Regions from separate parts of the Anas platyrhynchos genome. Here region 2 is linked to region 1. The links are chromatin contacts, called in public Hi-C maps. All regions are on one chromosome and are shown on one strand. The core of a region is the stretch at or near the end of the contact, and the rest is flanking DNA. Distances in the headings are between cores, read along the strand shown. Region 1 overlaps CAMTA1 (calmodulin binding transcription activator 1). Region 2 overlaps CAMTA1 (calmodulin binding transcription activator 1).

Region 1 (7,471 bases), core at 2,805-5,304:
AATACTACAAAATGTTAGTAAAGAAAAAAAAAACAACACAACAAAACTGTCTAGCGAGATATACTTAAATATTAGAATACTCTTTTGAAAGAATTGTTTCTGTTTATGAGGTTTTCCTGCTATTCAAAACTAAAATATTGATGACATTCATTCCTGAAACAGCTCTTCATATTGAAATTCCTGCAATAGCTTCTGCTGCTGTATGCTTTTATATGCTAACTTTAACATAAGGCTAAATGGCTGAAATGAAATACCTTGCACATTTATTAGATTTAGAACACTGCATGTCTTGCATTTCAGGTAATGCGTCTGAGGTAGAATTAACCTAATCTCCTTTATTCAATCTATTAGATGTACTTGTGTATCAATCATGTGCTTGTGCTGTTCATTTAATAAAATATACATAGGCAACAGACAAATTGCTCACTTCAGTTTGGACTGCTTTAAAAAACAGTTGTATCAGTCAACACAAGCAAACGTGCTTTTTTCTATTAATAATAAAACTCATCCAAGCATGCAATATTAAAAAAAAAATGCATAGCATGGATATGTATATATATTTTTAACTAAGTACCTGAGAAAAACAGCTCTCTGCACGGGATGTCTCCATGTTAAGCTTGACAAATGCGGAGCCATCTCCTCCTAATGTGTTTTAGGGATGACCTCCTTTAGACACGGGTGCTGTTGCTCTTGTGCTTGCAGGGGAGCAGGGCTTCTCCCTTTTCAGAGGAAAGCCCAAAAGATGTAAAAGTGGCAAGTGGAGGCTGCTTGGGCCTTGCACACGGTTGGACTGGCTGCCACGTGAGGAGCTGCGTGCTGGCAGCCCGCTTCCCAGGGCGCTTCTCTGGGGGTGGAGGTCAATTCCCCAGGTCTCTGCTTGCTGCTCTGCCTGTGTATTGTTTTGAAAAGTACTGAAAGAATTTAATTATTACTATTGCTTTCATCTCTGAATTCTTGAAATGCATTAAGGTCTTTGATCGCTGAATTGGTAAGCTGGTGCCATTGGGCAGCCTTCCATGACTCAGTTCTGTGCTTCTGTTCATTCTCTGCTTGCAGAAATAGAACTCCTATGCCAGTCAAAATCCAATATTTTGCTTTCCGTATGTACTTGAGCTAGGGTTCTTTGTCTTTCCTTTGCTCTTAGCTGCAGAAATTGGGTGAGAAAATGTTCGGTGATCAAAATGTGTTTTTATTTCTCCTTTTAGGTTTGTCTTATCTGCTTTTCAGCTCTTCTAGACATTGAAAATTCCATTTTTTTCTTTATTTTCTTTGGATTCCTTCACATGAGACAGAAGTGAATTCAGTGTGGATTATTGGGGGGAGAACACTGTCTGGGAATAAGGATAATTGCAGTCTCTGGCTGTGCCACAGATGTACTGTTGATTTCTTTTAAGTCATTCACCTGCACTGTATCTGTTTCCTCAGCTGTAAAATATGGGTAATTACCTCCTTTGTAAAATATTATGGGGTCTACAGGTAATTATATGAATGAGGTGCTAATTACAGTGATTATTACTTGGACCACGTCTAGATCTGGGTGACGTTCCCGTTGTGGTGAATGTGTGAAACCAATACTGCAACTTGCCTGTCCTCATTCTTTGCAGTGGACTTGGAACAGGAAGGTGCTCCACTGCTCAAACGTGAATTCCCCAAGGGAAGTGCTACCTATTTGTCACCCAAGTCAATCTGTTAACGTCCCGTCTTCCTTTACCATGCGTTATTAGCACAGGAGTAGGCTGATGAGATGCTAGGAAATTACTAATTCAGTTGTTGGATCTAGGTGTAATTCAACAACAAGGGTTCGTGCTTCTGGCATTTGCTTTGTCTCTTGGAGAAGTAGAAGGCGGATTTTGAGCAGTACTCGTCGGGATATCATGGGACTGGGTTTGGGCCGATCTGCACACCACCTCATGGCCTCAGTTGCATTGAAGAGCTGGCCTCGATGCAAATAAAGGTGGCTCTCAAGATGTTGTGTTTTTTTTTTTTTTTCCCCCTGTAGAAGGCTACAGCTTGCAAGGTTTTGCTATGTAAAATTTTATTTGCCTTTCTCTTCTAGGTGTATTTAGGACACATTTCCTTTGTGTTTGGGAATAGCTTTCCTATCTACTAAGCCAGGTGGAATAGTGCAGGGAGAAGTGATGTTCTGAGGGTACACATGGAGTGTTCTCATCCAGAAAATAATGCTGCTGCTGCCAGGGATTATGCTGCAGTTTGACAGTGGTAATAATGAGTCATGTCTTGTATCAGTTAATAACGAGAGGCTCCGACCCAGCATAAGCCTTCCCCTGAACAGAAATTTCATAGCACGGTAACAGAAAACAAGTTCTTGGTTTCTCTTGTTTTACTGTAGCCCCTGTGAGTGCTTTTCTGCCTTCCAGGGCTGTTGTGTTGTGCATTTCTGGGTTCTCCAGGATGGATTTCGGGCTTTTACGTCCGTATGCTCACTTTCCATGAACTTTGAGCTTTCTTCATCTTGAAACAGCTGTTGTAGATCTCAGTAATGTCTCCAGACATAGAGGTTTGGTAGCAAGCTAGAGGTAATATGATAACCAGCTTTTCCTTTCTCATAGTTTCATGATTGCAGTAAAATTTTGACCTTCAAGAGAAGGATTTAGTTACTGTCCAGTAACAAATACTTGGAAAAGGCTTTACAGGACTGTAAAGGCAATTTTTAATTAATGTTAACTTCAGCATGACTTCTGTTACATCCTAGTGTGGGAGTGTATTTATCCCTGAAGCAGCTCTTCTCACTCATTCACAAATACTGTTTCATTGCTATCTTACTTCTTGTTCTGCAGCTTAGATGTAAGGGCTGATGGGGTGAAATCAGGTCATGGGAAATACCAGCACACACAAATCTAGGCAGGCTGGAGAAGATGATATTAGCAATAGTCTTCCAATTGAGTTTTTCATCAAATACAATGGCAGGTTTTTAAAAAAAAAAAAAAAAAAAAAGTTAAACTGTAGGGATTGCTGTATAGCTGCTGTCTGTAATCACTGGGCACGTGTTTTTCTGTGACCAAATATTCACGGGTTTCAGTGACAGGTATGATTCCAAATAAATCAATGAAAAGTCATTAAGAAATAATAAGTTTGTGAAAATAACCTGCCTTATTAGCTGAAAGTAGAAGAAAATGAGGCAATACTCTTCCCACAGTCACTCAGACACATCTTAAAGTGTCTAAAACATCACATAGGTTTCTGATAGCTTTCTGTTATTCTGTTTTTCCTCCTTTGTGTGCAACAGCGTTCGTCACTTAAGCAAATACTCATGTTAGATTACCTGATTTTAAAATCCTATGTTTATTTGGGAAACCAAATGCCTGGTTCATTCCTGTAGAAGCATCATGTATTAAGATTAATTAATTTAGTGTCAAATGCTTCAGAAGTGGAGAAGGCCATATAAACACGATAGGTTGTTCAAGTGCCTTGATCTATGTGCGTTCTGCAGGTCCTGTACGGCGAGGCACAGCGAGGTACTGCCTAATCTAAAGGGTAATCAATAATTCGGATTTGAGATTTACTCAGTTCTAATTTTAAATGGTTCTTGCAGAAAGTGGAAAAGTGTACTGTACCTACTGAGATTCTGTATCTTAATAGGGGTCGATACTGTTAAACAGCAGGTGTAAACTTGGACCGTTTTTCTAAAACTTAAACGCTCGATCGCATTAAGTCTTCCTGAAATCTTCCTCTTAAAAATTAGTGAACTGTCTGATTTTTATTGCAGTGGCAAAACGTTACATCAAATCACTGTAGCTTACGATAAACATGTTCCCAAGTCCCTGAACTAAAACACAGAGACACCCTGAAAAGGAAAGCGATGAAGGATGTGAGATTCCAAAACAACTTCTTCCCAACCACCCAGCTTTTCGGAGCAGATGTTCAAACACCAGCACAGCCCGTCTCGGTAACAGCTACAGACCTCAGCGAAACAGCCAGGGTGGCTTCTGCTCGCCAGCGGTGGCTCGGCCAGCCGCCGTGCCCACCCACGGGTGCTGCGGGAGCTGCCAGCTGCCCCCGCCTCTGCACGGCCGCGGAATCCCCACAGGAGGGTGCTGCGAAGGCACGAACGTGCAGAGCGCGCAGGGAAGATCGGTGTCTTGGAGGAGAGGATTGTGTTAGAGGCGAGCAAAAGCCGTGTTGTTCCAGTAAGTACAGTGCATGAATTGGCTTTAGGGAACGAGCTGGAGAGGGATGCAGCGCTCGTGCCCGTTTGCAGCAGCGCTGCTGCTGGTGCCGGCAGGCGCAGTGCGGAGCCGGTGAGCATCGGTTCCCCCGTGGAGGTGCAGGGGCTGTGTGCAGGCCGAGGACTGGGTGGCACAGCACCGAGCCAGCAGCGACTGGCAAAGCATCCCTCTTGTTCCACGCTGCCCACTTACAGTGGTTACTGGGATCCTTCACGTGAGACTCATCGGTGGCCGTAAGGTCTCCTATTTTGTCACCAACAAGCCTCGTAGCTGCTCGTCTTCTTTCCCATCTGTTTGTAGAATATTCAATCCACATAAGCTGTAAAATCCATTTAGTTCTAAGTAGAACCTCTCATTTCTTTCCTAAAATACTTTTGTAAATTAGACAACTTCATGTAGCGTGATGGGAAGGGCTGGTTAAAAGGAACGGGAGCTCTCTTTACTTCTTAGCTGTACAAATTTTCTTAAAAATGATTTAGATGAATTGTATGTGCTTGTTCCAAAACCTTATACTTCAACAGCCAGTGAATAGCATTTCCCATATTCTGCTTTCTAGATTCTGCTGCTTAGGTTGCTGCTTCCAACAGAAAATAAATATGATAGTTTAGAAAGAAAAACACGACAAAAAGCAACAGAAATCCAGGGGGAGTTAGGGACAGTGCTCGTTTACCTCTCGTTTCCATTCCCCTCCCCCACCCCCCCTCTTTTTCACATTTTCTTTAAAGCTTTTTAAACTGAGGTTTATAACTAAAAGGGATTTATTTTTAGGAAGACCACTAAAAAAAATTGGGGGATTAAATCCATTTTTCTTATACAGAGTATGGGTATCCTGATCCTTTCTTTTAATGGCAATGAGATGAAACTGGTAAAGCTTTATTCGTTTTTTTTTTTCCCCTTGATCTACTAGTCATTAAATAAGAATACATCATTCTTAAACTTGCCACCACAAATCCATGTATGTTCTGTGCAGGTCCCTAAGAGAATTCACTAATGGCCTTGTTAGTGTTACTAGGCATGCTTTTTGAGATGTCACATTTTTGGATGGAAGAGTGTATTCAGCAGATAGGATGCTTTATATTGCCGTGTTTTTTTGGCACTACTATTAAATTGCATCATCTAAATCTTTTGGTGGGACATAACCATGAAGCTCACCTAATGAATAATGCTGAAGGCTGGTGCCTGGTAGCAGTGTTTAAGCCCTGCCTCATTGCAGGAATAAAACTGAGTGGTTCTGGTATGTTTGTATATGTTAAATTGGCCACATGTTATTGCAAATAGACTTGGGTTTTGATTTTGTAAAATTAGATTTCTGCTTCACAGAGGAATTGTGGCTCAGCAGTAACTAGTTGTACTTTGGTGTTGTGGTTTAAAAGTAGCCTGTATTTGGACCTTAGAAAATAAGCATAAAGTCTTAGATCAGCTCTCACCTGCATCACCTCTGTGTCCTTTAACCAATGTTGCTTCCAGTAGCTGCTGGTAAATACAGTTGTTAAGACCTTGATGTGTTTTATAGGATCTCTTCCAACTGCAGCCTTAAACAAACAAATAAAATAATAATAATAATAAAAAGCATGTAACATGCTGAACAGAGTAATATTCTGTGAAAATACTTTACCAGGAAATCTGGGGCAAAAGCTGTCTTCTAAAGAAAGCCTATTTGGCTTGGCAGCAAAAAGGCTTTGGAAGGAGTTCTTTGGGAGGCATAATTGAAAGACTTTTTCAAATGTATGTGTGTGTTTTTTCTTGATTTATGGGTAATTTTAAGAAATCCCTCCTCCCTTAAATTGATTACCTCTCAACATCAGAACTCTTTGGCTTTAAATACCAGTTAAGCTGCTACTGTGCAGATTTGACTTTGCCTTGCTGTTAGATGTAAAACAGTTTTTAATCTTCTCATTTAGATGTTTTAATAGAAAGTAAATGTTTATCTTGCTTTGCTGTTGCATCCAAATCTTTAATCCATGGGAGCATTTATAATAAAATGAAAACATTCCTTTGTTTAAACAAAATGTTATCAGCCATCTGAGAGATGTTCTAAGCGTTCCGTTTCAAGTAGCGACGTTTTCTAGACAGAAATTACGTGTCTATGTCTTAGTTTAGGTGGTGATGAAGCTCAGGCTGAGCTGGGCACGATGTGGCACGATCCGCCCGGTGCTGCCACTTGTTCCTCGGGTCAAGGCTGTGCACTTGGGATCATCTCATGGCATTAATGCCACCGCGAGCAGCCTGGCACCGGGTCCAGCAGCACCTGGCTCCTCCTGGGAAGGGCTCAGCTCGTGGGATCTCGATGCCAGGTTGTGGCTCGGGGTGGTAGAGCTGTGGAGGATGGGGATCACAGCACTGCTCAGTTGTGATCCCTCAGTAGAAGCCTCAGGTACAAACTAAAGCTGCTCGTGTCAGCTGCGGTGACAAAGGCAGGAGCAGCCTGACCTCGTGGCCACATGGGAGCTGTCCTGGTCCTTCCTCCAGACGGGGATTTGGTACTGGGGTGGTGCCTGAGCTCAGACTGATAATTCAGAGTGTATCTAAACGTGTGAGCTTTGTCATTCTCAATGCAGAACCAGCCCGAACACCCAAATTCAAAGAGGTGTAACCACTGAATTTAGCGCTTAGTTAAATATTTGCCAGATTTCTACCATTTAAAGATAGAGCATTAATATAGGTTTGTCTGGATAAATAAAGTGCTGTGATGCTCAGGCTTGTCAAGCTCTAATTATGTAAGTGCTCGTGTTATAAATAGCTCGGTACATCTGGCAAGCTTCAGTCATCACACACTGAGTTCTCGTACGCTTTGTAGTAAAAATCTGGAGGATGATTTTGCTTCAGTATTTTTGATTCTCTTCTTGCTCTCTCTGCTGTCACCGGTCTGAGTTAATTTGGGATGGTCCAGGTCCCGGAGGTGCTCAGCACAGGCTTATGTTACAGCTGGTGATCCTTCCCGAAATCCCTGAACACAGGGATGCTGGGATGCAAGAGCTCCAGCATCACAGCCAAGCTGCCTTCCACCTCCCGTGGCTTCGTCTTCAGCAGTCATGGGCAGGTCGTCAGGGCAGCCAGCCCTCTCCATCGTGGGGAAGGTCGTCACTGTGCTGAGAAGGCAAAGGTGCAAGCCGTGGGGATGAGCCAGGCAAACAGTTCGCTTGGTCCTTTAATTTTTATCGTATTATCTCTGCCCTAATGCATGTTCTGTGCAGTAAGTCCGAGTTTTTATCCCTGCTGGCTGTACTGAGGGTGCTGGGATAGTTCAGATAACGTCGCATCGTTCTCCAAGGGAAGGTTTTGTC
Region 2 (7,471 bases), core at 2,447-4,946, 230 kb after region 1:
GACCTGTAGTTACAGCTGTTTTCACTTCCTCTGAGCTGCAGTAAGCGTAGGACTCTTCGTTCTGTCCCTGCCAATTGAGCTTTAGGTACTAAATTGAAATACAGTCAGGAACAAGCACCTTTACACTTTTATTATGCTACATGCAATTCTGGAACTCAATAATGGGGCCATTTAGCAAATCAGATCAGAAATTTTGAGTATTGCAGAAGGGAATGGCCCAGTGATAGTATCTTTGTCCTGATTAACATTGTCAAAGGCAAGAACTCATAATGTGATCTACTTTTTATTATAGGTGAGTGTCACAGATAGCTTATGAGAACAGTGTAAGGGAGTTTGGTTCAGCACTGTTCTTTCATGTGTGAGTAGTCGTGAACTTCAGGTGGCTGTGCATAAAAATGCTGTTAGTTGTAAATAAAATTTGTGGACGTTTCATTTTGAGCTTCAGAAGAGTAATGTCCCACTGGTTCTCTCTAAGCATAATTCAACCACATGTACTTCCCATTTGCTATTAAATTATCAGGTTGCAGTTGCATCTGAGCAAACTTTCTAGGAAAGGTTTCATTCTGGAAGAAAGACTTCTCTTTAAAGAATGGCTAAGAGTGAAACAAGGATTGTAGATCTGGTTACTGGGGAGGACTGAGCACCAACAGCAGTGGAAGAAGTCAAAAACAGCCAGGATACCATAAGAAACCTGGGCAATCATATTTTTCTACCTGTAAGCTTTCTTTGGCTTTTGAGCTGACTTCTTGCTGGTAATCTAGATAACTTTTTAATCCTTTGCTAATGATCGTTGAGAAGGTCCTGACAGTGTTAATGAATGGGGAGCCACTGAATCAATACAGGGAGGTTATTTTGATTCTCTTCAGAAGGGAGGAAATCAAGGGAAGGTGTGAGCCAGTTCTCACAGAACAAAGTTGGAGGTAGTTCTGCTAGGAGCAGTATTAGCAACATGAATTGTGGACCTTCTTCCAGCCTCACATCTCTTCTTTAAATACCCAGTGAAATACCAGTAATTTTCCCTGGTTCCACTGCCTTCGTTCTACAGGCACTGTGCAGAGGGTGCATGGCAAGGAATATTTTGCTGCTATAATGCAGCAGCTTTTAGACCAATTCATGGTAGAAAGGAAAGTGTTGGAGTGCTTCACAGCTTTCATCTAAATTATAAGGAAAGGTATAAGTAAATAAATCTCCTAAGCAATCTGAAGAGAAATTAGAATTAAAATATTTCCCAGAATTTACTTTAAGTTTTAATCTTTTTTTCCTTCATGTCCTTACATTAGGACTATATTTAATCCAGCATACTTCTACAGCAGTCTCACTTTTTGAGCCACTAAGAAACAGGAGGAGTGTATACGTCTACTTTTTGTTCATCTTTTTTTCATAATGCACTTTCTTCCCTCTAGAGATCTCCTTTTTTGGTGATTCATTTATGTGTTAGGAAGCCAAGCATGACATGTTAAAAGCTGTCTTGATAGTATTTGATATTTGTTACTAACAACTCACCTACTCACAGGAGTTTTTCTTTAAAAGGGGGAGGGAGAAAATCTGCATGTTGAATGTGCTAAGATAGTGAATAATTTGCATTAAGCATCCAGACATTCTTATTTTTCAGTCTATCACCCTTCACTGTTGTTTTTTTTTTTATTTTGTAACCTTCACAACATACAGAGAGGGAGTATAAGCACTAAAAAAAAAAAAAAATAGTCATGCCACATGAACAGAAGCTGGAGTCTTTCTGAATCAGCCAGAGCAAGGCTAGAGAAGGACCTTTCCTAAGCGCACCATCTCAATGCGGATTTCATGAACTTGAAACTACATTGCTGCCTCAAACTGCCAAGAACATGCAGCCAGGAAGATCAGTAAGAAATGCATCCCCAAAATAGCCGTAGCTTCCAGATGTGACAATGTAAAGACCATGAAAAAGACGAAGTAGAGAATAGGGTGTTCCCAAGAAAACCCAGCGTTCGGAGACCTAATTTGTAAATGCTACAGACATGTTAAAGAGAATCCAAAGCTTTGGCTTCTGGCTGCTTTTTGCAATAGATCCATGATGGAACTTTGTTATGCTGGAAGGACCTGAAAATAATATACGTGGTAGGTATAAGCATCCAGCCATAAGGCTGTCCGTGACTTCTTAGCTTCCAGCTCATAGCTGGATTCTGACTTAATGAGAACCATCATGAATACACAAACCATGAGATGATTCACCTACCAGACTTGCCCACTATAATACAGTGCTCATCGCTGGATTTATTAACGGTAGGGAGCAAACTCCACCATACTGCTGTAAAATACACTTTCTGTGTGTGGCAGCGTGTATCTGAGCTCACCTCTAGAGCAAAACATTTCTGAAGTAACCAGAAATAGCTTAGTACAAAGTTTCTCAGTAGTAATTACAGATCAGAGATACTTTAGTGCATTTTAATAGCACTTTCAATGTATTGTTGCAAAATTGCTATTTGAACGTTTCTTACTAAACATAACATCGTATGTGACAGATTAATGTACCTAGAATAATAAAATAAATGTGAGTGGAGGAACTGAAGCAAGAAGCATGTATAAAGTAAAACTTACACATAATAACAGATAATAAGCAGATGATAATAAAGGTTGATTTTTGATGTTTTCTGGAAAGTTTTTGATGAGAAGTCTTGCTGTTCTCTTCACAGTTCATGGCATTAAGTGGACATGCAGCAATGGAAACAGCAGTTCAGGGTTCTCAGTGGAACAGCTTGTGCAGCAGATCCTCGACAGTCACCAGACCAAACCACAGCCTCGGACACACAACTGTCTTTGCACTGGTACCTTGGGTGAGTACACTGAGAGGGTACAAAATGCTTTCAGCTTAATCCAGACTTGGATTAGGGTTTGTAGTACTAAAATGCTAAAAATACTGTACCATGGAGTAATCATGCAACTGGAATTTCTGTAAAGAATGCAAACACTTGGTAATGTGCAAGTTCTAATAAATGCCCTCCATATGTGACCTACTCAGAAAGCTGTTCTCTTCTACATGCTCAGCTTTTGTTACCAGAGCCTCAAAATTTGATGTTCTGCCAATCTCACCCTCTGAAATCCTTGCCCTGCAGCTGCTTTGTTGGAGAAAATGGGCTCAGGTGGTTAATTGCAAGGTATCACTAGAAAAAGACAGGTTTTACTTAGTTACCATGAAGACACAGATTTCTTTCCTGTTAAAGAAGATGGTTTTGTTTTGAGTGAGAAGAGATCAAGAAACAACATCCTTAGTATTAGATCTTTACGCATCAAGTGGAAAGCTAAATGAGTCATTTTTTCATCTCATCTACTTTATAACCACCCCTTCCAATTACTTTGGTCAAGTAATATATATCATATATTAATTAGTATTAATTAGTCTTCAGAGAACTTTGTAAAGGAAAGCTGTCTATGCTTCAAAGGGTTTATTTTCTTCTTCATTTTTGGGCAGTTGTGTTATACAATCAAGATTTTAAGTAAGAATGATGACCTCTGAAATACCTGGGTTTGGATTAAAATGCAAGCCTTAAAGCTCAGTATTTGATCCAGGCTTGAAGATCTGAACATGAATTCTTTTATGCTTCCCTTTGATGTTTTGTCTTCTGCTAAGTCTGCTGCATGTTTTTTAACATAACAATATCACTTTGTTTTGTAACAGCCGGCACACTGACACATGCATTCCCAATTCCTTACAGTCATACACAAAGACTGCAGTGTGAAAGCCTTTTCCTTGTCCTGTTCATCTCTATACCTAGGAGAATAGAGAGATATAATACTGCATCTAGTCTCAAAAGCACTGTCCTGGACTACTTTAAATGACCTGATTCAAATCTTGAACACATAACAGAGAAGTTCCCCTTCAAGGGCAAGGAACAGAAGATTTGGCAAATTACAGTGGCTATGCAAACACTTTGTGTTACCCAGAAGATGGCATTTATAATTGTAGCCATTAGCTACAAGGAGGAGGTTTCTTTTCCTCATTAGTCATTGTATAGTACAATAAATAATGTTCTTACCTCATTCTAGGAAGAATGAATCAATTAAAGAAACATACATCAAAAATTTCTGGGCTCTTCTTTAAACAACAAATGCAGTCCTTGCACCAGAGTTCGTGGTTAGGATGCCTATGCAGAGAGAATTGTTTACTTTCCATAGCTGATTTCCGATCTCCTAGAAACTCAGGTGATGTTCATCTTCTGCCAGACTCGTAAAGGCAGTGGCTGAACTCCCACAGAGAGTTGTCTTCTGGTGACCTTTACTTAAGCGTTCTTCAGCCTCTCTGACACTAATCATGCTCTGTGTGACCTCTCAAAGTACTAAATGTTTATTTGTCAGCATACAGACCACTTAGAATAAGAGAAACACATCACCATCCTTATGGGAGGGAAAGCATTCTTTGTGCTGGCTAATGTACTTTTTCTTTAATAATTTGATTGGCATCTGTAATGGACACAATGATGACAAGAGAACAAGGGTTGCAATCTAGGCAGTAGGGTGATGTCAGGGACAGGAGCACAATATAGCATCTGTCACCTCCAGATTACCAGTCAGTGTCAAACCCACATGAGTGGTTGTCAAACCATCTGACATCAGCCAGTGTGAGGAGCGGAGTGGCTGTGTCACAGGGGGTAGAGGTCTTGTCTGTGATGCAAATGGAACAGGGCTTCTTCTGCCATAGCTGACAGCAGCAGTCCTTGCTTTGCAGGCTTTGCACTGAGATCAGGCACGTGTTTAAATAGGTCTGAAACTTGTCACAGATGCTGATTCCTTTCATGTGTCGTCTGGTTAGGGCAGGGAGGAGGTAGGGAGATAGGTGCTATGTGTGGTGAGGGGAATCATGCTCATGGGCGTGTTTTGAGGTTGCTGTCTTGCACACAGATCTATGCATTACATGGAAATGTGCTCTAAGTCTGACACTAGCAAGAAATTAGTTTTACTCTCAAGGTGTCTCTTCCGCTCGCTTTTTCTCTCTCACATGCACCTATATCTTTCCTTTGCTACAGCCATAAGATACACACCTAGCATCTTTTTTAATTTTTTACTTACTGAATGACAAATGTTGTTTTCTGGCACAGGGGCAGGAAGCAGTGTGCATCACAAGTGTAACAGTGCCAAACATCGCATCATATCACCAAAGGTCGAACCAAGGACAGGTGGGTACAGCGCTCATTCAGAGGTACAAAATAACGATGTCTCTGAAGGCAAGAACGAGCACAGTCATGGCAAGGCCTCCAGCCGAGAGAAGAGGAATGGCAAAGTGGCGAAACCAGTGTTGCTCCATCAAAACAGTACTGAGGTTTCTTCCACCAACCAGGTGGAAGTCCCTGACACGACCCAGAATTCTCCTGTGTCCATCAGCAGTGGATTAAATAGCGACCCAGATATGGCAGATAGCCCAGCAGTCACTGGTGTGTCCAGTATGGCTGTAGCATCAGTTATGGGAAGCCTGTCACAAAGTGCCACAGTATTTATGTCAGAAGTCACCAGTGAAGCTGTGTATACCATGTCACCCACCTCTGGCCCAAATCAACACCTTCTGTCCTCAGATGCAGCTGCACAAGGGCTGGTACTTGCCGTGAGTTCAGATGGACACAAATTTGCTTTTCCAACAACAGGCAGTTCAGAGGGCTTGTCGATGCTACCCAGCACTGTCTCCGAGGAACTTGTGCTCTCCACAACTTTAGAAGGAAATAGAAAAATTCCAGAAACCACCATGAATTTTGACCCAGACTGTTTTCTTAATAATCCCAAGCAAGGGCAGACTTATGGTGGAGGAGGTATGAAAGGTGACAGCATCAGTACCAACATAAGGCAGTCACCCACAACAGAACGTAGCTTCAACTTCAATACGACCCTCACGAAAGAAATAAAAACTGAGGACACATCTTTTGAACAACAGATGTCCAAAGAAGCATTTTCCTCCACTTCTGCATCTAACACTCTCACCCTCACCACTGGTTCAGGTTTGCTTCCATCTGGAGGAGGTCTGAGCCCAAGTACCACCTTGGAGCAGATGGACTTCAGTGCCATTGACTCCAACAAGGACTATTCTTCGAGCTTCAATCAGACAGTCCAGAGCCCTCACGTTCATCAGACCCCTTCCCCCAGCTTCTTTCTGCAGGATGCCAGCAAACCTCTTCCCCTTGAGCAAAACACCCACAACAACTTGAATGACACAAGTGGTTCATTTGTGAGCACGTTAGGAATCCCCAGTGTGAAAACAGAGTCCTCATCCCAAACCACTTCCAACTGTAATGGCACAGTGGAAACCAGAATAGAGTCCACCTCTTCTCTCCAGCTCATGCAGTTCCAAGCAAACTTCCAGGCTATGACTGCAGAAGCTGAAGTTCCCATGGAGACCTCCCAGCAGGCAGAAGGGAATGAAAATCTACTTAAATCAGGGGATCTTCAAGCCTGCAGCACAGAACACTACTTGCAGCCTGAGGCCAATGGGGGTATCAGGAATGGGAACAATCTCCCTATTCTCCAAGGAAACATGGTCCAAGGACTCTATCCTGTGGCCCATCCCAGCTTAAATAACTCCTCCAACATGGAGCTTAACTTGGACCACTTTGACATCTCCTTCAGCAACCAGTTTTCTGATCTAATTAATGATTTCATATCTGTAGAAGGTGGGAGCAATGCTCTCTATGGACACCAGCTGGTGTCAAGTGACAGTGCCGGACTATCTCAGCCTGAAGACAGTAACAGAACAACCTACAGCCAGGCTGAAATGTGCATTCCTTGCTGCAGCCCTCAACAAGCCAACATGCAACTCAGCAGCACAGAGAATGGAGCCAGCACAATGGCATACATGCATGTGGCTGAGGTGGTCTCGGCAGCTGCAGCACAAGGCACCTTGGGTTTGCTACAGCAGAGTGGGCGCTTGTTCATGGTGACAGATTATTCACCAGAGTGGTCTTATCCTGAGGTAAGTTAGGGCTTTTACTTATGAACATTTATTGCCTTGTCTTTACTCGCTTTGTTAGTAACAGCCCCCAAGAACTGTTTTGTTAAAGATTTGACAGGGCTTTTAAAATATTTCTCGTAGTAGAAGGAGCAACTGAGGCCCTTTTTTATGTCTGAGTGTACTTTTAATTAAGCACTTCATCACCCTGACAGGGCCCTTTCTTCACTTAGAAGCATCTGAACAGAAATGTTTTGTTTCATTGATAAGCAAAGTATTTCCCATATGATGGTCTCATAATGCTATCAAGCTATGTTAGAGCGACATAATTTGCAAACTGGAGCTGATCATTGAAGCTGGCTGTAATGCTCTTAGCAGAATTAACTCCTGACCTGCAGTGTCATAATGAGTTTAGCATTTACCTCCATCCTATAAACTATCCAAAGTGAGACACATGCACCGCAAATTAAAAATGTCAGCAGCAGACTTTGCTGATGTGAAGGAATGCTAGAGGAAGGAGACTTACAATTTGTATGATTTTGTTTCATCTTGGCAACAGGTATCTTACCT

What was found. Hi-C and Micro-C count contacts between places; a contact is called where the count stands out from the background.
Region 2: a contact with region 1 is called in a Hi-C map of skeletal muscle, with 2.0 times the contacts expected there. The contact joins two enhancer-like sites. A contact is called at or near these places in 2 of 8 Hi-C or Micro-C datasets (liver and skeletal muscle).

What each region holds. Positions count from the first base shown.
Region 1 is chr22:2,000,612-2,008,082 of IASCAAS_PekinDuck_T2T, forward strand. The region is part of intron 3 of CAMTA1 (calmodulin binding transcription activator 1); the gene reads left to right. Among named protein-coding and RNA genes, the nearest start is that of CAMTA1, 44 kb to the left of the region's middle. Within about 2 kb of position 4,055, at least 2 of the 8 cell types and tissues checked have an H3K27ac peak or open chromatin away from gene starts, as enhancers often do.
Region 2 is chr22:2,231,530-2,239,000 of IASCAAS_PekinDuck_T2T, forward strand. It overlaps CAMTA1 (calmodulin binding transcription activator 1), which reads left to right. Exons shown (of 23, transcript XM_038166528.2): 8 at 2,670-2,810; 9 at 5,070-6,925. Among named protein-coding and RNA genes, the nearest start is that of VAMP3, 51 kb to the right of the region's middle. Within about 2 kb of position 3,697, at least 1 of the 8 cell types and tissues checked has an H3K27ac peak or open chromatin away from gene starts, as enhancers often do.